Linked DNA regions of Mus musculus: region 1 is linked to region 2. Evidence: chromatin contacts called from public HiChIP or PLAC-seq data. All regions are on one chromosome and are shown on one strand. Each heading gives the region's core, a stretch centred on a gene start, on an enhancer-like site or on the middle of the called end of the contact. The rest is flanking DNA. Distances are from core to core; before and after follow the strand shown. Region 1 overlaps Mast4 (microtubule associated serine/threonine kinase family member 4). Region 2 overlaps Cenph (centromere protein H).

The links. HiChIP or PLAC-seq counts read pairs in DNA pulled down with a chosen protein or histone mark.
Region 1: a contact with region 2 is called in an H3K27ac HiChIP or PLAC-seq map of large pre-B cells, with 5 times the contacts expected there. The contact joins two enhancer-like sites. A contact is called at or near these places in 3 of 39 promoter capture datasets (hippocampal neurons, liver and pre-B cells) and 2 of 115 datasets of contacts at active chromatin or transcription factors (large pre-B cells and regulatory T cell precursor).

Annotation. Positions count from the first base shown.
Region 1 is chr13:102,896,001-102,901,749 of GRCm38.p6, reverse strand. All of the region lies in intron 4 of Mast4 (microtubule associated serine/threonine kinase family member 4), which reads left to right. Among named protein-coding and RNA genes, the nearest start is that of Gm30106, 8.9 kb to the left of the region's middle. Within about 2 kb of position 2,274, at least 173 of the 459 cell types and tissues checked have an H3K27ac peak or open chromatin away from gene starts, as enhancers often do.
Region 2 is chr13:100,761,054-100,766,550 of GRCm38.p6, reverse strand. It overlaps Cenph (centromere protein H), which reads left to right. Exons shown (of 9, transcript NM_021886.2): 6 at 2,319-2,382; 7 at 2,950-3,001; 8 at 4,627-4,790. Among named protein-coding and RNA genes, the nearest start is that of Cenph, 12 kb to the left of the region's middle. Within about 2 kb of position 3,675, at least 8 of the 459 cell types and tissues checked have an H3K27ac peak or open chromatin away from gene starts, as enhancers often do.

The sequences.
Region 1 (5,749 bases), core at 1,025-3,524, 2.1 Mb before region 2:
GATTTTTTTTAACTGTCATAATTAACAAAATATATTGACTCTTGATGAACACCTGCCTGCAGAAACATCCAGTGGAGGAGGGGGGGTTGTTCGTTCGTTTGATCATGCATATATGAGAAAGGTGGAAAATGGATTTTTTTTTCTGCCCCAACATTCAGTGCTTAAAGCTGTTGATAAGTTTGTACTCACCTCTTTTATTGAAAGACCGGTACAATTGACATCTGTTCAGTACCTAGCATGTATCTATGTGACCCAAAGCTGAAAGCCTCATGTGTGCCTTCTGCAAAACCTGCCAGGAAAGCCTTGTAAACCAGAGCTGTGGGGTATTTCCAAGGTGCAATAGGCCCCACGCATGCTCAGTGCAAAGGAGAGACTTGGATCTAGGAGTCCAGGAGAGGCACCATACACAAAAGGCCACAGTTCAGGACTTCTGAAAGATGCAGGGCTATTTCTCGGAGAGCATAGTGCCTTCCCAGAGGGAATAGAAATGGTGCGGACCAAAGCTCAGTGGCTGTGGTCAGAGAGAGGTCAGAGAGAGAAGACTGCACACATTGCTGGAGCAAGAAAGACCCTAGATGGAGCTTGCTGGGTACCAAAAACTGTAAGACAGCAATGAGGAGGCGGCTGGATCTGAATTTAGTACACCTGGGTTTATCTCTGGCCCCTGTGGTGTTGGGCAAGTTTACTTTCTTGAACTTCAGCGTCTCCATCTTTGAAATAGGGATAAGTAAGTTACTTATTGAGTTGTGTGTGTGTGTGTGTGTGAGCTTCATGACTGTTTCCTTTCATCCTTACCAAGGCTCACCCTGCTTGCCTCACATCTCTCATCAGCTCCAGCCTGGCTAATACGGCCTTTATTTTTCCTAATGCAATTACCGGCGAATAAAAACAATGAATAAATCTTAGCTGTTGACATCACCACGGTCATGACGGCATGGGTAGTCAGCAGCGTGGCTGAGGAGAGCTGAAGTAGCCTATCCTTAATCCAGTGGGGAGAGAAAGGGGGTGACTAGTGAGTGACTCTGGGGAGCTCCGGCCTGGAAGCAGGGTGAGATCTTCACACCAGTCAGTCAGTCATTAAACCATTGCATCGGCCTAGCTGAAACTTTGTAAGGTTTACAGAAAGGATCTGCTACCTGGGAGAGAAGTTAAGGATGTGAACTTCTTAACTTGATAGGAGCCAGTCAGTGAGCCATTGTCCTTGGACAAGCAAGGATTCCACCGTGGCCCTGGAAAGTGGTTTTGGCTTGAGGGCCATCTGGGTGGTAGTCAGCAAACACGCAAACGTGGGGAATGGGAGAAGGCCGGTTGGAGCGGGGGTAGTAGGGTGGGGGGGATGGATACCTGGAGTTGCTTCTTGTATCCCCCTCCTCCCACACACACAGTTAAAACCACATTTGTGGAGTTTTGATTCTGTTTGAAGGACCACTGGGAATTCATTCCTGCCTTCCGTTCATGCTGAGGCAAGGACTACAGTAGTGAATAAGTCAGCCTCACCAGTAAACAGATATCTAAAGAAGCCCATTGCCAAATTGGGGTCAGTGTTCCGACAGCTGCAAGAGTGTGGAAGGGAGAGAGAGAGAGAGAGAGAGAGAGAGAGAGAGAGAGAGAGAGAGAGAGAGAGAGGGAGAGAGGGAGAGAGGGAGAGAGAGAGAGAGTAACCTTGTGGGTGTGGAGTGGGGACTGCTTTAAATAAAGAGGCTAGGGAAGTCCCTTTGAAAAGGTAATATTTAAAGGGAGGCTGAAGACTGTGAGAAACATTTGGGGGGGGGGCAACTGTCTGGCAACATCAAAGTCTCTTGAGGCAGGAAGGACAAAAAGAAAGTCCCCAGACAGGAAGTTGAATTTAGGTATAGGGCATTGACCTGGAAACCATCATTTATACCATGGGAGGTGTAGATTATCTTAGTCTGGAAGAAAAACAGCGTCATTGAAGGAATGGGCAGAGATGACTTTCAAGGGGATAAGTCCCCCAAGAGTGAAGGGTGGCCTGTGTGCATGCGTGCGTGAGTGTTGTCTCTGGCTCACACAGTGGGGAGACCATCAGTGCCCCCAGCATCAACAGTTGTCCAGTGGTACTCTGAGTTGTCATTTGACCAGCACGGTTGGTGTGAAGCAAGGAAATGCAGATTGGGTGGTGACCACCTTTTGTGGGCAGATAAACCCAGAGGTCATGCATCGTGGCACCAAGCCTTATATGTTCAGGCAGCCCAGGAGCCTCGTTCCTGAATCACATCCCCTTACTCACCGTCTGCTCACCCCATGGGCTGCTCCATCACCAGAGTTGGCAAGGGCAGAAGTTTCCTTTTCACATCCTCCCTGGAAGTTCAAGTTCCTCCCACAGCCTGTGAACCTCGCCTCCCCTCCTCTCCCCTCCCCTCTCCTCCCCTCCCCTCTCCTTCTCTTCCCTCTGAGCTTGCTGCTGGAGTTTCACTTTAAAGCCTTGACTCAGCTGGGTGCGGTAGCCTACACCTGTAATATCAGCAGCACTCTGGTGGAAGAGGCAGGAGGATTGCTGCATGTTCAGGCTATTTGGTCTATGGGACAAGTTTTAGGCTAGCCGGGGCTATACTGTGAGACCCTGTCCGCAAACAGACATATGAACCCACATAAAGCCCCGGATCTTCTTGGGCCTAATTCCCCTCACTGTTGGCTCCCTCCTGAGCCCTGGCACCAGGCCGTTTCTCAGCAGCTGGTTCCACAGGTGGCCGAAACCAGGCCCCACTTGTGGCTCCTCCTCGCCTCTCCACGCCTGACCTGCGGGCTAGGCCCCTCCCTGAGTCCCTGAGCCATTTCCTCCCACTCCTGGCCTTGCCCAGGCCTGTTTCATAACTGCTTCCTTTCATCCCTCTCCTGTCTTCACGTTCTCCACTGTGCCTTGCCTATTGCTGCAGGACTCGCCCTGTCATCCTCTCATCCAGTCAGCTCCAGCTTGGCTAATGTGCCCTGAAGCTGCCTTGTAGAGCTCACCCCTCCTCCCCGGCCCTGCCACACCGTGCCCAGCCTTTTCCCCGAATAATTCATCCAGGGAAGAGAGGGCTCTACTCCAAGACTTTGGTATATACGGCTCTTGCTGCTGTCTGCTGAGAGCCTGGGTTTCCGCCTAGCATAGGGAGTTCTGACAGTCTCTGCAGTTCCCCCTTAAGGCTGACCAGATCGCAGCAATCAGGAGAACAAAGGCAGGTGGATTCTCAGAGTTCAAGGCCAGCCTGGCTCAGAATGGGAGCTCCCAAGTTGTCACTGCTGCCCTGTAATGTTCAGGTGTATGGTGATGGAGGAGGAGGCAGAGCAGTGAGGAATGTATAAAGTGAAAAAAGTGGGTTTCCAAAAAAAAAAAAATGCATTGGAAATAATCGATGAGGACATGGAAGCTTATGCTTTGGAGAAGGAGTCACAGCTCTTCACCCTGTAACTAGGCAGTGCGTTTGTGCTTCTCTGGCTGGCTGCTTTAAGGTCCAGGATACTGGGACAGGGAGGTAGGATATGAGAAAGAATGTGTTAGTCTTTTATGGCTTTGCCTGGTTTTCTTTACAAATATATCTGGTATCAGGAGTTTAAATAGTATCTTTTAAAGCAGGGGAGTCATAAGCTTTGCAATAGAGACTAAAAAGCTGGTAGATATTGGTATCAAAAAATCCTTAGTCCCTATGGGTCTGTAGAGGAAGAAGGCTTGGAACTGGGCTGGAGCTATACAACTCTGTGGGGAGTCTTCTGTGTATTGGTTAGAATAAAAGTAGCTCTTCCCTTGGAGAGATTCCGATTGGACCCTCCCCAGCAGGGTCCGGAGCACGCCCAACTCTAGTGTGAGCACACACAGAGGTATTTTATTTTAACCTGTCTTATCTTCACTAGATGTCATCTAGTCATTTGAGTGTGACATCATGGTAACTGAATAATCGCTTTGAAAGTTAAGGAGGAGAGCCAAGATGTTTTTAAAAAGGGCCTGGGGCCACGGGGATGAAAGTGGATGGGTGGTGTCCATAACTTTGTCTATTGGAAGCCATCACTCTCTATGAGTAGAGCTGGCTATGTATTAATAGTCACGAACGTGTTTTTCATGACACATGGGTACACTTTGTAACGAGAGAAATCTCTAAATAAAAGTTCACACGGGCTGTTAATTTTTTGAAGTTCCCATACTTTCTGTTTTCTTTTCCCTCTATCTGCCTGGAAATTAGGGAGTTCCGTCAAGGACTCAGCGGTAAATTTTTAAAATGTTGACCTTAAGCTTTGTTATAGAATAGCAGGACCTGAGGGGGTTTTAGCTGTTGGGGACTGATATCAAACTGAACAGTCATATTGTTTTGTCATAAAGAAAAAAGGAACTTAGTATAAACTTTAGGCTTTGGTCAGTATTTGAATGTAAAATGGATGGCTACGAATAGACAATTGTTAGTGTTTATCTCATTTCTTAAGCACCCTGTTGGTTGCTTTATTATAGAACCCTGGGGAATTTTCTATTCTGCTCCTATTTGGGTCTTCAATTTATCAATGACCCTGGTTTTGTTAGTGTAGTGTCTTTTATCCACTATAATTGCAGGCAAAGTGCAGATCTCAACATAAACCTCAACCTCTTTAGAGCAGAGAACCAGCTCTCCATGAGTCTGGGAAGTTTCTAACCTGACATGGAAGTTCATGTCTTTTAGACTAATGACTTAGGTTCCCAGCAAATTGCCTGGGCGGAGCGAGCCACCTGATGGGTCATATTTGGATCTTGCTGAGATCACAGCCGATAGCCATAGGCTTCGAGGGGAGAAAGCTGAGCTCAGCAGGCCCATTCTTCACCATGAGAAATATAGATGCTCGTTTAGCCATGTTTGTTCTAATTTTAAATATTACAGCACAAGTTTATGTCTCAGGATTGACTATGCCACCTCCTTAAGAGTCACCCTTGGAGGATTACCTACACACTGCCAAGCTTCTTGGCTGTTAAATCTGAAGGAAGTCACAGCACCTGTAGCTTACCTAAAAAAACAACAAAAAACAAAAAAACAAAAAAAACAACGTATATTCCCCATTCACATACAACATGTGTGTCTTGTGGAATGCAGCATGCTAGATGTCTCTACCTTGGAAATTACAGTTATTAAATGTTTTCTTTTATAGATTCATGGAGGGCTGGGATTAAGAGAGTATGTCTGTCATGGGAAAAGCTACCACCTGAATAAAGCTCTCTAGGAAATGCCAAATGAACCCTTTGTACTGTAAAACAATAGCCATTAAGTGGCTATTATGTAATGTTCTTTCCCAAGTCTGAGTTTAAGGACTTGTTGATCTTGGACCTGGAGAAAGAATTCCTGTAAAAAGTATTCCTTTTACTTGGCTAAACTCTAGACTTTGGATGCAAAGATCAAAAGCATTTTCCAAATAGGCTACCTGAATCAAACATCAAGCACCTTACTTAATGGTAGATGGAGTCAGTCTGATTTTTGCGTATAAGGATCAAAGTTATTTACCTACTATCTTTCACCCCAGTGCCCGTCCACATAAACAGAGAATTCATTCACCCCAAACTAGATTTGCTGTACTGCTCTCCAGGGCAGGCAGGTGGCCAGTCATCTGCATGTCACCTGCCCCGGCAAATTGAACAAAAGGTTCAATTTACATTTCCCAGACATGGCATTTCCCTGAATGAGAGCTAGCTCATTGTCCCTGGGTAGCCAGAGCGGCAGATGGGCAAGTAGGGAAGTCCAGACGGCTTTGGATAGAAGTTCTTATGATAGATTCTGTGAAAGAAGCTGGAGTGCTT
Region 2 (5,497 bases), core at 2,426-4,925:
GGAGAGATGGCTCATCGATTAAAGAGTACCGACTGTTATTCTAGAGTTCCTGAGTTCAAATCCCAGCAACCATATGGTGGCTCACAACCATCTGTAATAGGATCTGATGCCTTCTTCTGGTGTGTCTGAAGACAGCAATAGTATACTCATGTACATTAAATAAATAAATAAACAAACAAATATTTTTTGAAAAGTGTGTGTGTGTGTGTGCACATGTGTGTGTAGATTAGAGGACAGCTTGAAGGAGTCCCTTTTTCCTGCCACATTGGCCATAGGAATTGAACTTGGATCCTCTAGTAACAACTTAATGAAAAGAAGGGTTCTCTTTGTTTTTCATTGGTAGAAATGAGCTTGTTTACCTGCCTGGGCTTCAGAGTGAGGTCAACGATAGCCTAGAAGAGCCTTTGTCTCAATGAAAAGTTTAAAAAAAAAAAAAACAACTCAGTGCTAGGTGTCTTAGTTCGCGTGTATGACATGAGAGCTGTATGACATGGGACATGTATGACATGAGGGCTGTATGGCATGAAGGTCAGTTCCAGTATGAAAACTGTGGGTGGGAATCAAGAGGGAAGGAAGGCAGGTGCTGGTTCTCCTTAAAGACTATGTCAGGAAGTGTAAATAAAAGTGCTGGAAATTATAAGAGTCTTGCCTCGGGACACACCTGTGATCTTTCTTCCCAACACTAAAAATCTTGTGATATCTTAATCTTATACCCTCCCATGAGCACCAGACAGGTTCTGAGATGGATCTGGGCACCTCTCCCATCTTGGTGTCTTCATTCAGGCTGATTTGTAACCTCTTGATATTCCTGCGGGCTCAGATTACAGATCGTAACCTCGGAAGTTTTTAGGTCAGGTGTGGTGGTATATTCCTTAATCTCTAGGGAGGCAGAGGCAGGTGGATCTCTATGACTTTGAGACTAGCCTGGACTCCATTAGGGAAACCCTGTCTCAAAAAAATAAAAGCAAACATTTTAAAACATTTATGCATTTTGTGTAGTGGGTGGGTCGGTATTGCAGGAGTCATTTCTCTGCTCTGTCTGGGTCCCAGGGAGGGGACTTGGGTCATTAGGCTTTGCAGTAGGCACCTTAGCCTTCTGACAGAATCTTCAAGCAGTTCTGGGGTGAGGCTGGAGAGACGGCTCAGCAGTTAAGATTGCTGCTGCTCTTCCTGGTTGCTTCCAACTGTCTGTAACACCTATTTCAGGGAATGTGATGTTCTTTTCTGGCCTCTACACACATTTGATGCACTTACATGCATGCAGGTAAGACACCCATACAAGTAAAATTTTGTTGTTGTTTTTGGAGACAGGGTTTCTCTGTGTAGACCTGGCTGTCCTGGAACTCACTTTGTAGACCAGGCTGGCCTGGAACTCAGAAATCTGGCTGCCTCTGCCTCCCGAGTGCTGGGGTTAAAGGCATGTGCCACCACGCCCAGCTCAATATTTTTTTAAATGCAGTTTTCCGTTAAAGGAGCAAATTTCAAGATAGACTCAGCATACATAGGGGCCCCTCCTGAATAGAAAGCTCAAACAGGCCACACAGTGTCTGTGGTATGTTTTGAAATTTGGAACTGTTAAAATAACCTGAATGAGGTCATCACTAGTGTGGGCATCTCCAGCTCCTGGGGTGGCAGTGCCTTACAGTTCTACATAAGCAAGCCAAAGCCCAATGTCAACAGTAAACAAGTCAGTCGAGTAGTGCCTGACTCTAGAAAAGCATTCAGCTCCTGGAGTCTGCCGTACCCAAGTAGCAGACCTGACCTGCTGACATCAAGTTAGTAAACTTTGGCTGATTTGTTTGTTTGTTTTTTGTTTTGTTTTTCTTTTGAGACAGGGTCTTTGTGTGTAGCCTGGGATGGCCTTGAACTAGTTATGTGGTACAGGGCTGCCTCAAACTCAAAATTCTCTGCCTCACCTTCCTGAGAGGAATTCGTGACTTGTGTCACCATGCCCAGCTTATGCAGTGGGGGGTTAAACTAGAGCCTGGTTCAAATCTTTTCATTTTAGACAGGCACTCTGCCAACTAAGCAACATTGCCAGCCCCAGGGTGGATTATATTTTGTTTATGACTTTGTGTGGATGGGTATCCTGGGTATGTATGCTTGTCTCCGACATGTGTTAAGTGCCTGCAGGGGCCAGAAAAGAATTTCACACCCCTGGAACTGGAGTTACAACGCCACTGTTGTGAGCTATCATTTGGGTGCTGGGTCTCCTGCAAGAGCAGTAAGTACTTCTAACCACCGAGCTATCTCTTGAGGTTCCAGATTTGTTATTATGTAGCTAGAGTGCACAAGTTGTATCTTTGTTTCCTTTGCAGTGTGCTCACAGATGACATGAAGCACATATTAAAGCTACAAAAGTTAATAATGAAGTCCCAGGAGGTAAGCTGGCATGGCTGCTTATGCGATCTTGCTGTCATCTTGCCAGAGCTGTTACACAGGATTGAGAAGTCGGCTGGGCCTGGGTGACTGCAGATCCATCTCCCAAGTTGTTTTATCATAGAGCTTATTTTTTACTGAGGTTACAAGTTACCAACATATTTTAAGTGACTCTCTCCTTCCTTTGGCTTTGTGGAAATAGAGGAATTGAAAAGCCAGCTCTAGGCCAGGTGTTGCTGCATAGGTGCACCTGTGGTCCCAGCACTTAGGAGGTGGAGACAGGAGTTCAGTTGTTCTTGGTTCCAAAGAGAGTTGAAGCTAGCCTGGGCTATTTAAGATACCATCTTAGCAAGACAGCTGGGTTTGGTGGAACATGCCTTTGCCTTTAATCCCAGCATGCAGAATCCATGGCTAGCTACATAGTAGACTTTTCAAAATAAAAACCACACAAACAAAAACAAAGATAAGGGAAATTGGAGCCTAAGAAAATTTGACTATGTGAAACTCAATGATATAAGTATTGTAAATTCACCATTGAGTGATGTGCTGTCATCTACATTTTAACAACAGGAGTCTTCAGAACTGGAGAAAAAGCTGCTTGATGTCAGAAAGAAGAGACTACGTATGTAGGATTTGTTTATTTATGTTTTTCTTACAGTTGCTCTCGAGCGCGCGCGTGTGTGTGTGTGTGCGTGTGCGTGCAGTGCCGCCCCATCCCCCACTCTTCAGATCCCTGAGACAGTCACTACATATAGGGCAGGAATTTTATGTTCAGTAGTTTGGGGGCCACAGGTTGACTCGAGACTGTGACTAAATGTATAGATTGTCTCATTTGTTAAGATTGTAGTCCTTACAAGTTTACTAAATCTAGGATTCTAGATAAATCATTTCACTTGTAAATCATAAAAACTGTGGAAATCCATATTGCCCTTTTAAAAGAAAACTATGGGGATGGAGAGATGGCTCAGAGGTTAAGAGCACTGACTGCTCTTCCAAAGGTCCTGTGTTCAATTCCCAGCAACCACATGATGGCTCACAACCATCTGTAACAGGATGTCTAGTGTATCTGAGATAGCTACAGTGTACTCACATACATAAAATAAATAAATCGGAAGGAAAGAAGGAAGAAAGAAGAAACAAAGAAAACTACAAGAATTTATCTATGTGGGAAAACAGATAACAAAGATACTTGGATTAGAAAAGCAGGCGTCATGCCAGGCAGTGGTGACACACACCTTTGGCCCCAGTACTCAGGAGACAGGCAGGCAGATGTCCTAGTTTGAAGCCAAACTGGTTTACAGAGCAAGTCCCAGGACAGCCAGGGCTACATAAAAGAAACAAGAAGAAAGCACATATGCCCCAGGGGATAGTCTTCTAGTGAAAATAAAACTGAAAGTGGCTAAACATTTATAAGAACCAAGGCCAGAGGATGTAACTCAGTTGAGCTAGTAGAGTTTACCCAACATGCAAGAAGCTGTAAGTTTGGGCTGGACATTCTGGCACACACATGTAATCCCAACACTTGAAAGACAGAGACAGGAGGATCGGGAATATTTTTTAATGGTTCTGCTGTATGTACACCTGCATGCCAGAAGAGGAGGGCATCAGATCTCATTACAGATGGTCATGAGCCACCATGTGGGTGCTGAGAATTGAACTCAGGACCTCTGGAAGAGCAGCCAATGCTCATAACTAATAAGCCATCTCTCTAGCCCTGAGGATCAGGAATTTAAGGCTAACTTGAGCTACAAAGACTCTGTCTCCAGGCTGGAGAGATGGCTCAACGGTTAAAAGCACTGACTACTCTTCCAGAGGTTCTGAGTTCAATTCCCAGCAACCACATGGTGACTCACAACCATCTGTAATGGGATCTAATGCCCTCTTCTGGTGCATCTGAAGACAGTGACAGTGTACCCACATGCATGAAATAAATCTTTTACAAAGGAAAAAAAAAGACTGTCTGAAAAAAAAGAAAAACAGAAACATCAAAATAAAATAAATAACTTCATGACTAGAATAACCAGGAAATACTCTGTTTTATAGTCTTTCATGCATGGTCCCTATTTGTAAAGTTGCACATGTCTTTAGGTAGGTAAGTCTGAGCTCTAGGCTAGGCAGAACTACTTAGATTCTGTCTTTAAAGGAGAAAAAAAAAAAAAACCCAGCCATATATAAATATGTATGTATGTAAACATACAAACACACACATACAGACATACATATATTGTTTTGGTTTTAACCTAACAGAACTAAAGCAAGCTTCAAGAAGTAAGCTTTTAGAAATACAAATCGAGAAGAACAAACAGAAAGAGGATGTTGACAAGATGGAGAATTCTGAAATGATAAAGACCATGAAAAAAAAACTACAGACGGAGATAAAGATCACTACAGTTGTTCAACATACATTCCAGGTAACACTTTTATAAACTAAGGACAGAGGTTGCAGGACACAGTAGCACATACCTATAATCGGACCACTTGGGAGAGAAAAGCAGAGGGTCAGGAGTTCAAGGGTAGCCTGAACTACATGAGACCTTGTCTCAATAAAACAGAAACAGGGGCTGGAGAGTTGGTTGGTTAGTTAGGAGCACTGGCTACAACTCCAGAGGACCCAGGTTCAATTCTCAGTACTTACATTGCAGCTCAGGACTATGTGCATGTAACTATAGTCCCGTGGGATCTGATCTCTTCTTCTGGCTCCCATGGCAATAGGCCTGGTGAGCAAATAGGAATGTAGATTTAAAACAAAACAAAACAAAACAAGCATATAAAATTAATTAATTTTAAAAAGTCAGAAAACAATAATAAAAAATGTCCATCCATCCCCTCCCCCTTCACACACACACACACACACACACCCCGCAGGGTTTCTCTGTATAGCCCAGGCTGGCTATAATAAACTCACAGAGATCTGCCTGCCTCTGCCTCCTGAGTGCTGTGATTAAAGGCATGTGCACCACTGCCCGGCGAGTGTCTCTTCTGTACGCCAATATTTTAAATATTTTTGTACATAACAGCATAGTAACACTTATTCTCTAAAATTTGTAAAAAAAAAAAAAAAAAAAAAACAAACCTTGGATGAACTAACTCTTCAACTCTTGAAAACAAACGGTTTTAT